2 separate regions of the Mus musculus genome follow, and region 2 is linked to region 1. Evidence: chromatin contacts called from public promoter capture Hi-C data. All regions are on one chromosome and are shown on one strand. The core of a region is the stretch at or near the end of the contact, and the rest is flanking DNA. Distances in the headings are between cores, read along the strand shown.

What was found. Capture Hi-C pulls out chosen DNA fragments and counts their contacts.
Region 2: a contact with region 1 is called in a promoter capture Hi-C map of pancreatic islet, with 4 times the contacts expected there. The contact joins two enhancer-like sites. A contact is called at or near these places in 3 of 39 promoter capture datasets (the 3T3-L1 cell line, hippocampal neurons and stem cell-derived epiblast-like cells), 1 of 484 Hi-C or Micro-C datasets (muscle stem cells), 3 of 115 datasets of contacts at active chromatin or transcription factors (embryonic forebrain, forebrain and microglia) and 2 of 9 other capture datasets (adipose tissue and pancreatic islet).

The regions. Positions count from the first base shown.
Region 1 is chr4:119,737,488-119,741,374 of GRCm38.p6, reverse strand. It overlaps a transcript of Hivep3 not described here. Among named protein-coding and RNA genes, the nearest start is that of Gm35957, 15 kb to the right of the region's middle. Within about 2 kb of position 1,499, at least 88 of the 459 cell types and tissues checked have an H3K27ac peak or open chromatin away from gene starts, as enhancers often do. A contact at or near this core is called in pancreatic islet, where this site is marked.
Region 2 is chr4:120,057,047-120,060,386 of GRCm38.p6, reverse strand. All of the region lies in intron 2 of Hivep3 (human immunodeficiency virus type I enhancer binding protein 3), which reads right to left. Among named protein-coding and RNA genes, the nearest start is that of Gm36215, 16 kb to the left of the region's middle. Within about 2 kb of position 1,591, at least 10 of the 459 cell types and tissues checked have an H3K27ac peak or open chromatin away from gene starts, as enhancers often do. A contact at or near this core is called in pancreatic islet, where this site is marked.

The DNA.
Region 1 (3,887 bases), core at 250-2,749:
CTTGACCACAAACACAGAACTTTCTCTAAACATGGCGGCTTGTCTCTGTGACTCTTTATACAGCCTCTCTCGTTCTCTGAACGGAACTACACCCAAGAAGGTTTCTTCTCAAGCTATCTGTGCCCTCTGTTCTCACTGCTGCAAGCAGTGCGATAAAGCTTTCCATGTCAGGGTGTACTCTCTACCTCAACAAATACAACTTTTCTGGTACTTTCTAAGATAAAATACTACTTACTGACCTCTGCAAAGTCTTCACACTCAAACTCAAATATAAAACAAGCCTCTAACATCTCTGGATGACAGAGTGCATAAGTTCCATAGGGGTGGCCCCACTCAGACACCTTGGGAGTCCTGCCAGGTAGCATAAACAGGTAAAGAGGGAAAGGTAGAAAGTCCAGCCACTGGGGAGACCTCACTACATCCAAAGCCACTAAGCGCTGCTGTGAAGAACTGTGAACCTGGTACTTCGAGAAAGGCCAAGACTCCCCCTGGCACCTGAAATCTCACTTCATTTTATATGATGACAACTAATCCAATTTGTAATTTTAAAAACTGTATCAACTAAATAAACTACTGACAGAATCTATCTCCAGACTACCCCTGCGCAACTTCTGTTTTATATAGTCAGCTTTAAAATAGGACACAGGTAATTTACCACAGTCAAAAGCTATGTTTCCCAGGGGTCTCAGTGTGAAGATTTCATCACTGCAGTAACCATAACTCTCAGTCCCTCTTCCCAGCACTCGCCTCTACCTCCCCCACCAATCCTGTCAGTCTCCTGCCAACTTGAGCTGTGAGGGAGAAATGGACTGAATAGAAATCACCTAGGCTTTTCAGCCAAAGCAGCTTGTTAAAGTCCAGTGCTACCCCCAATGGAGCCTTCTCAAACCTTGCTGATCCTTGGTTTGCTCATCTGTGAAATGGGAACACTCATTCCCACCTAGAAGACATCTGAAAGATCGTCAGTATAAGTAATGAGGCTGGCATGTAACTCTGGCACAGACTACACTAAAAACTATATGCACACAAAGAGCCACTTTCCCCCAAGAAAGACATGAAAAGCTACACAGAATGTTCATAGCAAGCTGATGCCTCTGGGGAGGATACATGCTTTCGGTAAACAGAGTAAGAAGAGGAATCACAGCTCTGCAGAGGCCCAGGCCTCCACACCAACATAGCTGCTCATGAACTTGGTCTAGGAGGTCGAGGTCTGTAGAAATCCATGCTAATTAAAATTCATAGACGTTAATTAAATGATTATTCAAGAACTCTCTCAACTCTTGAAGCCATTTTTATATGTAGATTACAACATAACCCTGGGTCAAGTAAAGGCATGCCAAGGTCCTTCAGGCTAGGGAGAATCTGCCGGGGAAAGCAAGCAAGCAAGCAAGCAAGCTCGAATGGAAAGTAAACGGCAGAGCTGGCTGTCACTGTGTGGGGTAGGCTACTGACGCTGGGAAAGGAGGCCTTCCTCTGCTGCCAGATGCAGGGACAGAGGACAAAGGGCCTCTCAGACTAACAAGTGCCTGCCTCTCCAGCTTATGCTTTTAGAGAGGAGCCACTCCACAAGAAGCCACCAGACGAGAGCCAGAGTCGACCCTGAACACTCGGCACTCACCACCCCTGCACACCTGGGGTGAAGCAGGAAGGAGATGAGGTAGCTATGCTGTTTCCAGAAACACAAGCCTCTGTGCCTAGATCCTTATGTGGGATTCTGCCAGGAGAGCATTCCAGGTGTGCTCCTCCATCCAGGCTCCTCCATCTCATTCAAAAGAAACAAACTGTCTCTGAAGGCTTGTGCTCACTCACCTAGAAGAGCTAAGCTCCACCCCTCACTCCATGCCTGATATACCTAACCTACTCCTTTTACAGGCAGCCCTCGTGGCTCCTCTAATTGTGGTGTGTCCATCATCGGTTTTCCTCTAGGGAGACTGAAGCATCCAAAACCACTTATCTCCTTGACTGCCCAAGCAGGAAACCAGCAGCTTTTTACTCTATGTCCACACTTAAGAGAAAGGAGGGTTAGATAGTCTAGGGACATAGCTCAGTGGGAGAGCTTGTCTAGTATGTGCAAGGCTCTTGGTTTGATTCCCAACACTAGGAAAAGGGGACAGTCAGGGATGGAATACAGATCCCAATTAGTTTGCAGGTGACAGTCACTGAAGATGGGCAGTATACAGATAAGACTCTTACTATTTTCTTTATTTTTATTTATGCTTCAAATTTCCTGTAGTTAAAAGAGAATGTTAAAGAGACATGGGGAGAAGATGCAACCTGAAAATGCTGTTGGCTGTCTTCTTGGGACGATTTGGAATGTACACAGGCCTTCAGACCCATGGCCTTCTAGAAGGTCACAATGCTGGAGCAAAGGCTGTGTCTTCTCAGCACCACATTCAATGTCCTCAACAAGACAACCTTTGAAAACGTCCCTAGAACTTTACAAAAGCATTCTGGTAGGGCCCGGCTGCCCTGCTCAGCATATAAACCTTCTGCCTCTACAAATCATCACCCCTTCAGCTTCCTGCCACTACGAGGGCCTCCACTTCCTGTTCCAAACTACTGAGTTGAGCAATCGAGCTTTTGAGAGAGCTCCCAGTGGCAGAGAGTAGTTCAGCTTAACTGGGTCTCCTTCTGGATGTCAGATATGATACTCCAAAGAGAAAGTTTTGCTTTCTCTGTTTCTCCCCCTTCTTCTTCCCTGACCCTCAACTTGCTCTTGATAAGAATCTGCATAATCATCTATCATGACAAGTTTCCCACCTTGACGACTGTGACACGTTGGGCTGCACAGTTCTCTGTGGCAGAAAAGACATGATGCTGTGTGTCCTAGAACAAATAGTCAACAGCATCTCTTGTCTCTACCCACCAACTGCTAGGAAGTACATAGGCCAACCCTAGCTACAACAACCAGCCACGTCTCCAGGTAGCGCCAAATGGGTCAGGGGATTAAAAAAAAAAAACAAAACAGAAGTTATTGAGAAACACCAGCCTAAAAGATATTGAAAAATCAAGACCAAAGTCTTTGTGCAGAGAGAGGGGGAGGGAGGGAGGGGAAGAGGGAGAAAGAGGAAAAGGGGAGAGGGAGGGAGGGAGAGAGAAAGAGAGAGAGAGAGATTTATACAGTTTGTTCCCGTTCAATTACACAATATAATTCCACCTATGAATTTATAAATATGAATATTTAAGAAATGCTGCATTCTAAGCCAGAAATATGTAAAGTACCAAGAGAAGAGTGAACTCAGCATTCCCAACCATATCCTCTCTGTCTTTGTGGTTTCCTGTGCAAATCTCATTTGCTTCCCCCACATTATCCTGTTTTCCAGTCAGTGTGGTCATTCAAACATCTCACCCAGCCTCTCACAGCAGCACACAGTTTGAGTTTCAGCAGAAAAGAAAAGCGCCGGGGTGGGCAACTTCCCCAGCACCCACAGGATGCACATGGGCTCTCCAGCACTGGTTTAACAGGGTCACCAGAGAACAGAGTTCCTACAAGAACATTCTCCAACCAAATCACAGAAAAAGAAATACCAACGTGTTCTAATGGTTCCACTTCAAAACAGTCAGACTTACACCCCTTCTCTGGGCAACAACATCAAAATAATCGCCCTTTACACCCCCAACTCTTCGTGCCTAGAGTGCCTGTGTCTTCCATCAGTAAGTGGGGAAGTGAGGCTGCTGCTCTGGATCGGGGCCTCCCCTCTGCGACCTCCACACTTCAGAGGCTAGAATGGCTAGAATAATGAGTGTTGACTTAGCCAAGAATTACAACAGCCTGCACTGAAGGAGTTTCCCACTCGAGCTAAATGCTACCCTCCCTTCTTGTGAAGAAGGAAGATCTGTTTCCTATAGAGGCTTCTCATTAGCCCCATTCCATCCAGTAGCTTTGG
Region 2 (3,340 bases), core at 342-2,841, 320 kb before region 1:
AGTCTGGACTACATAGGGAGGGAGAGTGAATCCTGGGTGTCACCTGTGAGTGTAGATAGGACACAGAAGCAGCTCAGGGAAGAAGTCACAGGGACAGAGTCTATACATATCCCTTTACACAGACCCCAGACACAGGTAAGATGCCTTTTTGCTCAAATATGGCAAGACAACTCTCCACTTCCAAAGCATGCGAGCATCGAAGATCCTGAGAGCATCTCTCCAGGCAACAGCCAGAAGACGTCTGGGTATCGAAATCAAAACAGCAAGTCAGAGGCACACATGGTGGTGCCGAGACACTTTCTAAGTGACTTGAATAAAGGGGACATCAAGACCGAAGCTAAGGGAACTGGAGAGAGAAAGAGAACATTACTGTTTGGAAGGTTGTGGGCACAAGTCATTCTATGCTCAGAGGAAAAGCAAGCCTCAAATGCTTTCTGTGATGAGAGGAGAGGAGAGGGGACAAGGAGATGCAGGTTAAGGGTTTCACCAGAGCTGAAGTGGTAGCCACAGAGGCAGGGGGATAGCAAGTTGGAGAGCAGAACAGGCAACTCAGCAGGGCACTGTCTCAAAACACAATAGAAGACTCTGGGGGGTTGGGATTGTGGCTCAGGGGCAGAGCCTTTGTCTGGGGCAGTGGTTCTCAGCCTTCCTAAAGCTGTGTGACCCCCTAAAACAGATCCTCAGTTCTGGTGACCCCCTAGCCATAAAATTATCATCATTGCCTCTTCATAACTGTAGTTTGCTACTGTTATGACTATTTAATATAAACACCTGTGTTTTCTGATGGTCTTAGGCAACCCCTATGAAAGGGTTGTGTGACTCACAGGCTGAGAACCACCAGCCTACGATATGTAAGGCTTTTGGGTTCAATCTCTTGTATTGAAAAAAAAAAAAACCACCCTGAATAGCCCAAAGGGAAGAAATGAATAAAGCCCAAAGCAAACATAAGAGAATAAAGCACATGAAGCAGCCACCAGCAGCCACGCGTGCGACGCTATCGCTGTGCCCTGATGGCGGAGACGGACACCCGAGACTGCGACCAGCAAATGAGACAGAGAGCGAAAAGCAAAGTCAGACAAGCGCTGAGAAAGGTGACTTTCACAGATGCACACATGCAAACTTTTTAAGATGTAAGAGAATTGGAATGTAGCTTTGTACGTCGACAATGCATTTGAAAACTGACGATATTCTAGGGAATGATATTACACAAAACTAGAAGGAGAAGGAGAAACGCCGAACCAACCAATAACCACAGGAGAAGCTGAAAGGGCAGCCGAAGAGGGGATTCCCAACTGCCAGAGAAAGGTTGGAGTATTCAAATAAAGGGGACAGCTCGTGTGTCCCCTCGATCACTAGGTACTTAGAAGAGCCCGAGATGTGTCAGACAGACACTGCTCTGGGTACTGCGAGCACCATAAAAATAAAAACATAGGAACATCAGGAAGCAGAGAGGGTCCTGGCCTTTGTGGAGCTGAGCATCCAGCCAGATGAGGAGAACAAACAGATAATGACGTAAGTGACATGGGAAGTGGTGGCTGAGAGCCAGGAGGGAGGTAAACGGCAGAATGGCACCCGAGAGCAGGCAGGGTTCCCCCACCACGGATGCCCAGAAGGTGAAACTGGTTGAAGGTATAAATGAGCCAGGAGTCTCGGGTAGGGTTTCCAGTGCTTTGGTGAACACCAAGGCCAAGAGCAACCTAGGCGGGAAAGACTTATTTCATTTTATAGCTCTCAGGTTACATGGGGTAGGAACCTGTAAGCAGGGGCTGATGCAGAAGCCATGGAGAACACTGCCTACTGGCTTCCTCCCCATGGCTAGCTCAGCCTGCTTTCGGAGACAACTCAGGACTGCCTGCCCAGGGATGGTGCCACCCAGCGTACTGGGCCCTCACACATCATTCATTAATCAAGAAAATGTACTCCAGACTTGCCCACAGGCAATCTGATGGAGGCATTTTCTCAGCTGAGGTTCCTCTTCCTAGATAACTTGATTCAGAACCAACTGGGATACCAGGCATGGCAGCATGTGCCTGTAACCTGAGCACTGGGGAGGCTGAGGCAGGAGAATCCCAAGTTTGAGGCCATCCTGGGCTACATAGTGAGGCCCTTTTTGAAATCTCATGCAAACAGACATGACCTAGAAACAAGCTCGTGAAAATGCCAAGGCTGTTGGAAGATTTTTGTAATGCTATTGGAAAGTAGCTTTCAAAGCCCCAGTTGGACTTCAGTGTTCTTTCAAGGTCAATACATTTGACTATCCAAAAAATTAAGTAACCATAGAACAGAACCCCCCTCCCCAAACACAGATTAAAAAAAAAGAAAATAGCAAATTATAAAAATATTTGCAGATTTTTGAATTCTTGAGGTTTAAGTCCTATAATTCTGGAGAAAAGAAAGTTTAATCTCCCATTACTTGCTCCACCAACCAATTCTTTCACCAGAATATTCCTCATTTGAGGATGGAATGCTTGATAACAAAATAGGCACAGAGATATTTGGCAGCACATAAAAAAGGGTCATGACCCACAATATGTAGCAAGTACCTCCAATAAAATAAGTAAAAGCAGGGAATAAAACGGGGAGGAAAAAAAAAAAAAAAAAACAACAGAGCATCGTTCAAGCAGTAAAAACGCTGGTCTCAGCAATCACCACAGATCACCACTAAAGGTCACTGTTCCCTCAACTGGTTGACAGTGAAGAATGACGGTCACTTTCGTTGTTGGAGATGCGGAGTCAATGGACAGGTGTCAATGCAGCTGGAAGGTATGTGTTAGGGGAACCTCTTGACATGTCTCCCACAGTGCATGGTGGCCCTGCAGCCCCAGGAGTACACACAAGTCAACACCGACAAGCACACGCATAAAGACACATATGTGGGGGGTTGGTTGGACGGCACTACCTTGAACAACTGAGGGTGGTGGAAACTGCCTTCATACCCACCAATTGCTTTTGTAAGGGAACGATGATTAATCCACCCAGCTAGCCTTCACTAGATAAATACATTCTCTAGGTGAAAGGCCGACACACCCTGCCAGTCACAACCCTTCCTTGTGACTTTGTGTACACGTATGAACAACAAGACTTCTCACAGAGGTTCCCTTGACCATCCTGTGGGATGGAGGACACTCTGCTACCTCTATTTTTCCATATGACCCTGGGAAAGGTAATGAGGCAAGGGTAGGAGGTGAGCTTCAGTAGGGCCGCTCCTGGGCTCTGCACATCCTGGGATAATAGCAAAGTCACAAACACACACACACACACACACACACACACACACACTCCATAGCTGGGAACCTAGGAGGTCATTGATGATAACTGTCAGCATGTTCTGGACTGGATT